Regions from separate parts of the Mus musculus genome. Here region 1 is linked to region 2. A link is a contact called in public HiChIP or PLAC-seq data. All regions are on one chromosome and are shown on one strand. Each heading gives the region's core, a stretch centred on a gene start, on an enhancer-like site or on the middle of the called end of the contact. The rest is flanking DNA. Distances are from core to core; before and after follow the strand shown.

The links. HiChIP or PLAC-seq counts read pairs in DNA pulled down with a chosen protein or histone mark.
Region 1: a contact with region 2 is called in an H3K27ac HiChIP or PLAC-seq map of embryonic stem cells, with 5 read pairs. The contact joins two enhancer-like sites. A contact is called at or near these places in 3 of 115 datasets of contacts at active chromatin or transcription factors (embryonic basal ganglia and embryonic stem cells).

The regions. Positions count from the first base shown.
Region 1 is chr2:71,187,476-71,193,716 of GRCm38.p6, reverse strand. No RefSeq gene overlaps it. Among named protein-coding and RNA genes, the nearest start is that of Dync1i2, 21 kb to the left of the region's middle. Within about 2 kb of position 4,621, at least 13 of the 459 cell types and tissues checked have an H3K27ac peak or open chromatin away from gene starts, as enhancers often do. A contact at or near this core is called in embryonic stem cells, where this site is marked.
Region 2 is chr2:70,687,744-70,694,340 of GRCm38.p6, reverse strand. It overlaps Gorasp2 (golgi reassembly stacking protein 2), which reads right to left. Exons shown (of 10, transcript NM_027352.4): 8 at 5,869-5,955; 9 at 5,039-5,158; 10 at 2,616-3,683. The coding sequence ends at 3,358. Among named protein-coding and RNA genes, the nearest start is that of Gm38528, 13 kb to the left of the region's middle. Within about 2 kb of position 3,975, at least 41 of the 459 cell types and tissues checked have an H3K27ac peak or open chromatin away from gene starts, as enhancers often do. A contact at or near this core is called in embryonic stem cells, where this site is marked.

The DNA of each region.
Region 1 (6,241 bases), core at 3,372-5,871, 500 kb before region 2:
TGTCTCCAGAGCTCTAGGATAACCATGCCTGGCACTGATGATGGTGCTGGTGATGGAACTCAGGTCTTAGCTCTTACACAGCGAGCACTTTACCAACTGAACTGTCTACGGAAGTCATAGTCTACAAAGTAGTACTCTTATCTGGGAGTTCTTCATTATGTTTCGGTCCTTGAAAGAGTTTAATATGAAAGTAAATATGCCAATCTGCCATGAGACAGGCCAGGTAAAAGTCCTTGGCTGGAGCTCAGACAATGCTGAGGAAACTTGTATTAGGACCACCAAGATGTTTCTGGAAGAATGTTAACAGACATGATGACTGCTTGGAAAGGGACATCACCTTGCTTCTATTTCCATCAGCTAGCCACATCCAGCTCCTTAAATGTGTTCTATTCTTAGCTGTCATTCTTTCTACATGCTAACAAGCCAACTGTGGTTGTCTTCGTCTCTCGTCATATTTGGGAGGGGCGAGGGAAGCCTGATGAAAATCCAGTAATCCATGGGATAATATTTCCAGAGGAGATAGTTTAGTTCATTTAGACCTGGGTAGAGGCACTCTCCTACCTGCCCGTCTACTTAGCATGAAGCCATGGTCAGGCAAGGATTTTGCTGACAGTGAGACAACCCCTCTAGACACCCGAGTGTGGTGGTGTAGGCCTGCAAACTCAGCAATTTAAAGGTGGAGCCAGGAAGACCGGGCACTTAAAGTCATCCTCCACTGTTTGGTGAGTTTGAGGCTAGCCCTGACTATATGAGACCCTGTCTCAAAACAACAATAATAAACAACCAAAAAATTTTGAATAGTGCTAGCAATTTGGCCTATTTGTCAAAATTATAGATAGAAATGTCTCCTTCCACTTGCCTTCTGGGTTAAGGGACCACCCCACCTCCCACCCACCCACCCCCAGTCATCACCATACATTTTTCCATGAAGTTGTATGGCGAGCCTGTTCCAGCCGGACTCAGCATCTGAAGGCAGGAAGAGCTGATGCAAACAGCCCAAAAGTGTTAGTCAAGGACTGGGGAGACAACAGGAAGCCAAGGGACATTTCTCTCCACGGCTGAACCATGGCAATGGTGCCTCTCAATTACAGTCACCCATTCAGTGGTCCTGACGGAGCCTCCTACTGCCCGGCACTTTCCTATACACCGCGGACACAGCTGTGGATTCAGCGACACAGTTGTGCCTGACTGATATGCAACCGTGCAATTTAGGAAGAATGCGGTTGATTTTTTTCTTCTACCCTCTCATCAAAACCCAGTCCAGAGTCCTGACTTGACAGCAGACGTTTCACTTTCCAGTGGAACCTGCTTTGTACTCAAAAATTCTGATCGTTCAAGGAAAACGAGCTTTATCTGTGCGGCAGTTTGCCCTGTCCGTAGGCTTCCCAAGCGGCCCCCTCCTGGATAAAGAACTAAATTCCAGGAAAAGGCACACCTTCCCTACAGTCAAAATCAAGCCCTGGTGATATTAGGCTTGCACAAATTGAAATGGGGCTAAAAGCTCAGATGTGAATTCTCGGGTTTCTTGCTAAGCTGGAAGCTTTTACCGGGCTCGGCTCGCTTTAAATTGAGAGGCAGAGTTTAGACCCTTTTGTTACTTAAGAGACTGAGCAAATTAGCAAGTCCGAAGAGGCAAATCTTTTTTGATTACTGAACTATTACAAATGCCCTCTGGCCAAAGGATAACCTCTCTCCAGAGGGAAGTGTTCAGCGGGACCTCTGCTTACATTCATAAAGTCTGTTAAAGCAAATCTCTCACATTTCCATTAAGTCGGTAAATTACTTCTAGGGGTAGAGAATAAAATGCTGGTGGGGAAATGGATGGGCCATATTAATGATGGGAGGTGGGGCTGCAGAGGTGGAAGAATGGTTGCTGCCTTCGCGAGGCAGAGATTTGCCAGCCTTTCTCACGGGTTGGGCTAAATGTAAATGATGTCACCTTTCTTCCCCTTAAGTGAGAGGAAGCCAAAGTTATCTGGCTAGGGAGGCTTCACAGAGCGCGTTGAGCAGCTGACATTAAAATGACTACGGGGTTATTTCTTTTCCATATCTATTCTCCTGGAAATTTTTTCAAGATTTTATTGTAGATGGGGGGAGAAATGCATAATGCTTTGGGAAACAAAGCCTTAGCTCCGTCTCGTTCCTGGATTATTGCCATTCTATCTCAGCTCTGATTGAAATCCGAGACTTTGTATCGAAGCCTTAATGAGATGCTGGCAAATATCTTTCTGCCCCACTGGAAATGTAATCTTTCTATTGAACATTTTGTCCTAGTGAATTTCATCTGCAAGAGCATTTTACATTTGAATCAGAGAGGTCACTGCTGGGGTGCGGAACACAGGGCTGGCTCAATTCCATATTGGGTGAAATTGATCCCCAAAGGTGTGGAAAGTAGATCAATGGCTCAGAGCAGCTAATTAGTTCATTGTTTCATCCAGAAGATTAAAGTCAGAATACCATTCTCCAATGTGCTGTTTCTAGATATCAGACTTTCCCTCATATGTACAAACCCTGACAATCTCTTATCCACAATGTCTCCCAAGAATGCTGGCTTATTATGCTGGCTCTTAATGCATATTTCTATTACACTGACTTAAGGAAACTCACGCATGTCATAAGAGTTGTTCCTAAATAGGCCATATTTTTCTATACCTTTTTCCGGCTTTGTGTGAACGAAGTAGACCATGATGCTGTGAACTGCTCTCTCCCTTGTCCAACCATCGGTATTTTCTGAGCCTTTGAACACAGTTAATCATCACGTAAACTACTAAATTGTCCTCTCCTTTGCCCAGGATGAGGTAGCAGAGAAGGAAGGGTCTAGCTAGAGATCTTGTTCAGATAAAAAACAATAGCCAAATATATTTGCTCTGGTAGTTAAATAATTGATTTCATGTCTGTAAGCAATAAAGCATATCATAGTAGAAAAAGGTATCCACATATGCATGCATACTGACGTATGCACGCTGCTGAGGGAAATGTATTCTCGAAAATATAAAAACTGTTGCTTTTCATGCTGTGCTAATATCAGGAGGCTGAGCATTTAACTGCCTCGAGGAATGGCATTTACATGGAGATTTGCAAATCAAAAAGGCTTGGCACAGCCTCCTTTGAATTCACTTGAATACTGGACACTCACTGCTTTATGCAATATGATCAATTTAATCAAAAGATGAATAGAACTACTAGAGAGATTTACCTATATTAATAAACCAAAAGATTAGGCTACAAAACCAATTATTAGGCCTCCAGGTGTGGAAGGAATTCAAGAAAGTGAGCGGCAAGGAGAAGATTGACGATTTTTTACTTTAGTTAAAATAAAATCTATTACATTTCAGAGTAGTAAATTTTCTGCCAGCCTAGTGTAAGCTGGCTATGATGATCATTTGGAGAAAGAGGGGGAAGTTTTTCTACAAGCAAAATACATAACTTATAAAATGTTTTAAAGGACATATTGAAAGTTGTAGTATTTACTAAAATGGCATAATATAAATATTTTGAACCCTCAATTCCACTGAGAAAGGAGTTTAGTGAAAAGATTTACAGGAATTGAGTCGCAAATATCATGAAATTTTGTTTATAGAAACGAAAATATTGAAGAAGACTAAGAATCCCATGCTGGTTTGGCTGTTATTGTATAGAATGTATATGTTTGTAGCATAGAGTAGCCTCACTCGCCTGTGAAGTCACAGACATCAATCCCCATCTCCAAACAAACATATAGATTCTATAGAGTGGAACAGTAGGAAGCTATTAAAAATGATGTTACAGAAATATAACTAAAAAAATACATTTATTGAGATGTAAAAATACGTATATATGTATGTTTGAAATGTTATATTATACAAAACTAAAAGCACAGTTTATATGACAACATGTGCTTACTAAGAATAGGAGCTGCAAAGTGGTTCAGTTGGTAATATGCAAGCAGGGGGACTTGCATTTGGATCCCCATCACCCACGTAGACGCTACACACCTGTCATTCTAGCGCTTGAGAGAAAGAACCAGGCAGATTTCTAGAGCTTGCTGAACAGCCAGTCTAGTGCAGTTTTGAGTTTCAGAGTCTATGAAAGACACTTCCACATCACAGTCCATCATGGAGGGAAGCCAAGGCAGGAATCGAATCAAAGACCATAAGAAGAATGCTTACTGGCTTGCTGTTGCTGGAATTTCCAACCCCAGTAAGCTTGTATAAACACACACACAATCCAGTTATTATAATCATAAGCTATGTACTTAGGTTGGATAGATCTAGAACTATACTAATTTATTCCCCTGCTATAAGACCCTTTGCTACTTGTGGTTTCTCCTGGCCACGTGATTCTGTTCCATCATGGCTTCCTCCTCCTCCTCCTCCTCTTCTTCTTCCTCCTCCTCCTTTTCCTCCTCCTCCTCCTTCTTCCATCCTCTCTCTTCCCTTCTCCCTCTCCTCTCTCTCTTTGCCCTCCTCTCAAAGACCTCCTGACCCACCTTTCTCTTCCACTGCCCAATTTTGGACCTTTATTGATCAGTTAAAATAGGGAGAAGGTTCACAAGAGATCACCTGTTGGGGTGGGGCAACCCCTGTTGGTGAAGCAGAATTAACATCAGAATACAGCACCACAGCTCACAGCAGCTAGCTCTCAGTAAAGCTTGCTCTCCCATCCTGCTTTCTTATACAAACTAGAACCACTTGTCCAGGGGTGGCCACATTCACAGTAGGCTGGGCTTTTCCCATATTAATCATTAATCAAGAAAATGCCCCCATAGACGTGCGCACAAGCCAATCTGCTGGAGGCAATTATTCAACTTATGTGATTCAAGTTTGTGTTAAGTTGATTAAAAATTAACCATCCAAACTTAAATTAACTGTGAGAATCATCCCAGCTTATTTGTGGAAAAGTGCTTGCTTCTATGAACTTTTGATTTTTTTTTTCTCACCGTGTTAAAATGTTCCTCTTCATTGCTGAGTGTCACCAGGCAGAAAGGTCTAGAATTATCATGTTACGTATGTGACTGAATTGCTTTCAAAAATATTTCAAAACAGGTGGCTATGAGCAGAAGATTGAAATTCTCATTTAGCAGTCAGTATTATTTTGCATGACTACCAGGTTCTCTCCCCTAAGCATCTAGGCAGCACTAATTGCTCATGCCAAACACAGGGAAATATTATGTTTGTGATCATAAAAAACATTTATTAAAATAAGTATCCTACTAAACTGGGCTTCAGCCAACTTTTTTTTCTTTTTTTTTTTCTTTTTTTCTGATGCCTTTAGACCCAAAGGACTCCTACTGCTGGTGTAGAAGGAATAAGGTGAATGAAAAAGAAAAAGAGAAAGGGAGGGAGGAGGAGAGGAAGGTGGAGAAAGGAACTGGCAGGTTAAAATATAAAATACAAATGGGACAAAATACAAGAAACGGGTTCTTCTTTTCAGATGGAGTTTAGAGTCTCCTAGAGATTAGAAAGGGAGAGAACAGGACTCAGCTCATTTTGTGAAACTAGGGCAACTTTGATACCAAACACAAACAATAACATACAGGAAAGAGCATTTCAAGGCTAGCTTGCTCCAGAACTTGGGTGTGTGCATCACAGATAAGATACTGGCTACTGGATCCAGCTGTGTATAAAGCAGTTGATGAAGCTAAAGCTAGGCAACATGGGAAAGAAGAGTTCACTCAACCCCCAGAGAGCCTTTTTCTCATACCGTGTGAGCCCCCTGACTACTTCAATTAGCATAGAAAAGAGGCTTGAGATACAACAAGAAGATGTATTTGGTAGTCACGAACAATGTAAAAGAGTTGCTCATGATTTTAAAGAATATGCAACAGGAGTGTACAGGAACCTTTTAACTTGATATAAGACACCAGCCAATTAATATAACACATGTTAGATGTTGTCTCGGTTACTTTCTATTTTGCTTGGATGAGACACTATGACAAGCAACTTACAAATGAAAGTGTTTATTTATTAAGCTCACAGTTTATTTATTAAGTTCTCAAGGGTCATCAAGGTTGAAGAACATGACAGTAACAGGCATGCATTGCACTAGAGCAGCAGCTGAGAGCTTTTATCTGAACAACAAATGTATGTGTGTGTAAGAGAGAGGGAGGGAGGGAGAGAGAGAGAGAGAGAGAGAGAGAGAGAGAGAGAGAGAGAGAACCAACTGGGAGTGGTACGGCTTTTGAAACTTCAAAGCCCACCCCCAGTGATACACCTCCTCCAATAAGGCCATACCTCCTAATCCTTCCAAAACAGTTCCACCA
Region 2 (6,597 bases), core at 2,726-5,225:
AGACTTAGTACAAGGTGTACTGGCTAGTTTTGTGTCAACTTGACACAGCTGGAGTTATCACAGAGAAAGGAGCTTCAGTTGAGGAAATGCCTCCATGAGATACAACTACTGTCAGGCATTTTCTCAATTAGTGATCAAGGGGGGAAAGGCCCCTTGTGGGTGGGACCATCTCTGGGCTGGTAGTCTTGGTTCTATAAGAGAGCAGGCTGAGCAAGCCAGGGGAAGCAAGCCAGTAAAGAACATCCCTCCGTGGCCTCTGCATCAGCTCCTGCTCCCTGACCTGCTTGAGTTAGAGTCCTGACTTCTTTCAGTGATGAACAGCAATGTGGAAATGTAAGCTGAATAAACCCTTTCCTTCCCAACTTGCTTCTTGGTCATGATGTTTTGTCCAGGAATAGAAACCCTGACTAAGACACAAGGGGTGGTGTACTCTAGACTCAACTGGTTAAACTCCTCTAACCAGAGACTTGCTGTGGCACAGTGGCCTAATACTCAGTCACAGGTGAAGGAAAATAACCAAACATATATACTGCCTTCCTCTGGACTCAGGAAACACAGTGGAAATGGGAGCAGAGAGAACCTAAGGGCTGCGGAAGGGGTGGAGGGTTCCGTGTTACATGGTGATTGTCATGCACAGTGAAACACTTGCTCCTAAGAATCTGGAAGTAAGCAAAAGCGGTTAAGAGGGAGGAAGTTCCTGAAATCTAAAGAACCCACAGGCCCCACCGCAAGATTATAACAACAGTGAACAATTGCTGGGGTGAGGAGATGGAGCTATTACATGTCCTGCAGGTTGGGTGAGTGCCACAAGTGGCCACCCACGAGTGCTCTGATCACCCTCACTCAATGCATTCATCTACTCACTAAGCTGGACCAAGAATTGAAGTCATCCTTTTAGCATGGGCAAACCCCAAAAGGGACAAAAATCAACAGGGAGGGTAAATTTGGCTGGTGAGGTGGCTCAGCGGATAAAGGACTTTGCCATTAAGTCTCATAACTGAGTTTAATCCTCAGAACACACTTGGTGGGAAAGAACCAACTCCCATAAGCTACCTTCTGACCATCACTCCCGCCCCCCCCCCTCACACACACACACACACACACATACACACACACACACACACACACACACAGAGTCACTGCCACACTTCCCTGCAAATGTCACTTCACTGTCCCTTCCCAGTGCTTTCCCCTCCAGAGTCTTGCTTTCCTCAAATACTGGCAAGTGATTCCACTGTACACGCCCGCTGACTTCCCCAGTGACTCTCCGCTAATGGGTGTGGGTGGACAAGAACCAAAGGCTCCATTTCCCAGCCCCCCTCAGTTCTCTGTGGCTGCATGGCTCGTCAGCAGATTTTGTTATGATGGTGTTGCAAACTTCTCTACCATGATCTCAAAAGGGTAAGAACGCCTGTCTTCTGGCTAATAGTGGCTGGGTTTCCACCTGTCATCTGAGACCATGCCATGACCTTGTGGGTGGACACACATGCAGATGGAGCAGACAGGATCTCTCTATGTAGCTCTGGCTATCCTAGTACTCGTTCTGTAGACCAGGCTGGCCACAAACAGTACTCAGCCTGCCTCTGCCTCCCAAGTGCTGGAGCTAAAGGATTGAAGTGTACTGCCAGCACCACTGGCTGGCTGGAAACTTGTCTAAATGGGAGAAATGAACTTTATTGTTTAAATCACTGTACTTCAAGGATCTCTGAGGTTAATCCAGCCCAATCCAACATCATTACTGCCCTGGCTTTCCTGAGCAACAAGACTGTGTCCCCCGCCTGCCACCAGGGGCTGTTACATAGCTCCACCATTGTTGACTATAGCACTTAAATTGGGGCCCCACAAGGTTTCTTCTTGGCTTATCAAAGAGAGTGGCATACTGACCAGGACACAGTCTTAAATCTGTGCTTCTGGAACCCACTACAGGGTCTACCATTGCCCTCAAATGACTGGAACTAAGGAGCTCACTGGGGAAGCATTTACCCAGCTTGCTCATGGCCCTGGGATTAATCCCCAACACTTAAGAGACTCATGATTTCCTGAACAGAATACTCAGTTTTGCACTTCAAGTAGAGTTCACTGACCATCACCCCCCCACCCCCCCAGGCTCTCTCCCCCAGAGCCTGGGGCTTCATAGACTCTCACGAGAGAGAGAGAGAGAGAGAGAGAGAGAGAGAGAGAGAGAGAGAGAGAGAGAGAAAAAACCACCTGTTTTTGCAGGTCTCTCACTGAGTGTGGAACTTGCCAATTTGGCTCATGAGCTGCCAGACTGCTTCAGGGATGCCCAGTGCTGGGACTGTGGAGATTTCTACATCACTGACTTTAGGCCTGTGTCTCTATAAATGCATCCTGGGAGAGGGGCTGGGTTTCTGGCAGAGTCAGCAATGGCCACCACTGCGGTGTGGGTATCTTTATGCTAGTACCAGGTCAACAGTCAACAAACTGCTTCCACCTTACTTCCAAAGGGGGCTGTCAGATGCTTTTCCGTCACCCAGGACATCAGTCCCACTCGATGGAGCATCGCTTGGAAACTTAGAAAAGCACACCCACCACAGGCTGACCTGAGAGATGTGAGGCACACATGAAGTACACGCTCGCCACTTAGAACACAAGGAGACCGTAAAGCGACTGGAGTTTATTGCCGCGATACCGTTAAGTAGCTACAGAGCGCAGCTCCTCTCTTTCTCTTTAAATGCCATCTTACCACAGGCATCTAAAGCAACAGCAGCAGCTACAAAATGGTGTCTGAATAATTCTGAGTTCAAAACAAGATCTGTGTACAGGCAGAATAAAAAGATGTTCAATTAATAGTGTGCCATGGACCGGAACAAAACATCTGCAACTGGGAGTTTTGTGTAAACCGTAATAGAGATGCGACTCACAGAGACCAACAGTAAATTCTTGTTTCCTTGTACAGTTTAGTGAGGTGGTCTGTGTTCTTGCAAACGACTTACAAAGTACAAGAAATGTTGCATGTGGGCACTAGGCATAAAATATTTCATTTCCTTACACAAGGCATAGCAGTGGTACAGGGAACCCAGTGGGTACCCCGCCATCTCTCTTCCAAAGATGAACCTCCCAGAACGGCAGTAGATGCCTGGCAGCAAGCCACCCATGACAACTTTTTTTGGTTGTTTAAAATACAAGCACATTCTCAGATTGCCCTCCTCGGCTGTAACCCCCCGACGTGGTGGGAGGCAAGCCCTCAGCCTCTTGCGTAGTTTCCCCTTAGAATTATGTACAGGACACCTACAGATACGGTACACACTAGTATGAAATCAATGGTAGTTTGCGATTCCAGACCTGACCCCGTGGTTAACTAAACAGACCACGTCGGTTCTGAACATTGGTTCCCAGTTAAGAAGGCTCTGAAGCATCTGCATCAGACACAGGCTTCTCGACGGCCGGGGTGCAGTCGCTGACTCTGTCCTCAACAGTGGTGGGGACCTTGGAAGCAGGAGACGTCACATCCACAGTGAGGGAAGAGGCGTCTGCCTTTGCAGTAGTCATGACAGGGTCAGAAGGTGGGCCCATGGCAGGAAGGGAAGACAGCGGCTCCCCTGCGCTGGCTGCAGAAGAGCCCTCTGGAACCAAAGGGAATGACGGGAGGAAGTCGGACAGCATGGGGAGAGGTGCAATGCCAGGTAAGTTTCGGGGAGGCAAGGAGGGAAGAGGTGGCAAACCTAGGATAGAAACAGCAGAGGTCACATATTCTCCCAGCAACCAGAGCACGGCCATCAAGCTCCTCTACCTGCCCCTGAGAGCCTGCAGCCGAAGCAGAGCTCTTTGCTCACTGCCACCTTTGCTGACCTCTAACTGGAGGCTGGGGCCAAAAGCTTTCCAGGCCCAAGCTCCGTGTACTCAGCCCTGCACTCAGGAGTCTGCCGATGCGACAACAGCTCCCTCCAGAGCCATGGGAAGCAGTGCTCCCTGGCGTTCAAGGGCGCTGGCTGGATGTGAGCTAGGAGGATCCTGCCCAGGCAAGGCGCCTCTTGTCAGCTAAGAGGAGGAGCTGTGGAGGAGCAGCAGCACTGCCTCAAGGGAGCCGCCCTGCACCTGGGGAGGCCCCGCACTGCCTGTGCTGCTCTTGGTGCGTTATTCTGGAGATCTTCAGAGAGGAAAGAGCAAAGGGAAGGCGGATTGTACGGGGTATGTCCAGGACACCACTGGCTGGAGAAGCTGTCCTGTCCTTAGAGGCTTGCTGCATTTAAAGACAGAGGGACCAAGAATATGGGCCCCAGGGAAAAGAAGCAGGGAGTGTGGTCGGTGCAGCTGGGGCTTTCTAGGTCCCTTGTTCTTCAGCCCTGGCACTGAAGATGTAAAAAATGCAAACCTGTCAGAAGTGTGACAATGACAACCACTATTCAGTATGGAGTGATCACTGCAGTGTCATGATGGGCAGTCACAGGGAGCGTCAGCAGGAGCAGGCTTGGGGACTGCTGCTCCCTTTTCACCTGGGCATATGACCTGAGAGCCACCTGCTGGCAGCTGGTGCTCTGGGTTACTATTATAAAACCATCTGTCAACCCCCAGAACACTTAGCTGGCCCGAGTGCAGAGCTGTGGTCCTAGCACTTGAGAGGCTGAGGCAGGAAGTTAATCCAGGCCAGCTACAGTGAGACTCCGCCTGCCCCTCCAATCTCAGAAAAACAAAAATACCAGGCCTGGACTGCACAGAGCAGTCACCAGCATTTCCTGTGGGTAGCATCCTTAAACAGGAAGTGAAGAGAGGGGACTCAAGCATCTTTATTAGGTGACTGTACCACACTGTCAAATTCAGTGCACAGTGCAACTCCACTGATCCTATGGTAGCCTGCCTGGGGCCAAACCTACCAGGGTGTAGAGAAAGGGAGGGAGGCAGAAGGCCGGGTCATGGACTTCTTTCTTCTTCTCCATATAAAAGATGGATACTGATTAGAAGTAGCTGAAATGTGTTTAGCTGAGATGCTCTTTCTGGAAAAGACTGAACGGGAGGCCTCGCTTTCCTGAATCCATGTTTTTATTAGCAATGTCTTAGGAGGGTAAGGCATGCAACATACCCGGGCTCCCGAGCTCTGGCAAACCGACCCCTGGCATGATGTGCGGAGCAGGGAGGTTGAAGTTGGAGAGGCTGGGGAGGTTGGGGAGGCTAGGCAGCCCTGCTGACAAAGGCATCAGACCTGAGCAGAGGGCGAGAAAGAACACAAGGTAAGTCGTTCCCCTGGGAAGGAGACAGGTCATCACACGCTGACAAAAGGATCTCTTCAGAATTCCGACACCAGGGTTCACTGATGAGCGACAACTGAGTCTCACAGAACGCGCTCTGCCTCGTCTGAGGGATCAGGCTGTGAAAGCAGCAAATGCTACACAAGCAACACACGCTCCCACGGCCCTGGACCAGAGAGAAGGCGCCTACCTACACACTAACAGCTCACCGTGCTGCCCATCGTTCTGTGTGAGCACATGCGCAGTTCATGGCTGACTACATCTGCACACTGACAACTGTAGCCCTGTAATGGGAGGCCCTGACAACGCACATACTCATTACTCAAGTAACATCTCACGGATATCAGCTAGACAACAGGACTTAGTCTGCACTGGAAATACCGAGAATCCACACAATTTAACACGGGAGCATCTCAATGCACAAATAACTACGGCGCCGCCTTAGCCGGGCGGCCACAGAAGAGCCTCCAGCAAGTCCTACACACACATGCGTGGGAAGGTGAGATGTTGGGGAGTCTCAGGCTAAGTGGCACCTGTTTCCTGGCCTGCTAAGGAGAGTACTCTTGTTCTGTCACAGAGCTCTGCAGTGATAATGGACGGTTAAAAGACAAAGAGTTTCAGGAGCAAACACCATTATCAAACAAGTCTTTAGCCTGCTGCTTACTTGGTAATGTGGTAGCTGGGTTCATTGGTGGCATAGAAGCAAGGGACTGGTTTACTTGTGGCGGCAACAATGGTACAGTTGGTACGCCTAAAATAAAGCACATTAAATCATTTTAAACCAATTCTACCGCCAGATATGAAGAGATCACATACAGGAGGATGCTGTTCCGGCTTCACTATGGCCGAACTCTTGGCTGTATCATTACTATGTATAACCTTTCAGAGCTAACTCACCAATGCATGTATGGCCCTGACAGACACCTTAGCCTCAGCCTGGTGAGGGAAGAAAACTGTGTAGCCTTCCCTGGATAGACTCCCTGGACAAGAAATCTGTCACTGCCCTAAGATGGGTCAGATCAAGAGCAGGCTCGTGCAAACACGCAAGCATGGGCTGCTGGAGCCCCCTCTGCCCTGGAACAGTGAAAGGCGGCCTGAGAAACAAGGGTGATCACAGGGCTGTCTCAGCAGACAAACAGCACCTGGATTCCCAGAGGTGCAGAGAAGGACTAGGCTTCCTTTAGCCTTAGCTTCTACATACCCAGTGCAGCCCACCTGTACCAAGAGAGGCTGTGGAAATATTCTCCACAAACAAGGACCCTCAGGATGCCATCTGATGAAGACCCATATACTGGCACTAACCTATTCAAGTGGGAGGTTTTTCTGTCACAATAGTAATACATGTTGAACACCCTTTACTGAAAATCCAAAATCTGAGTTAATACCAAATATA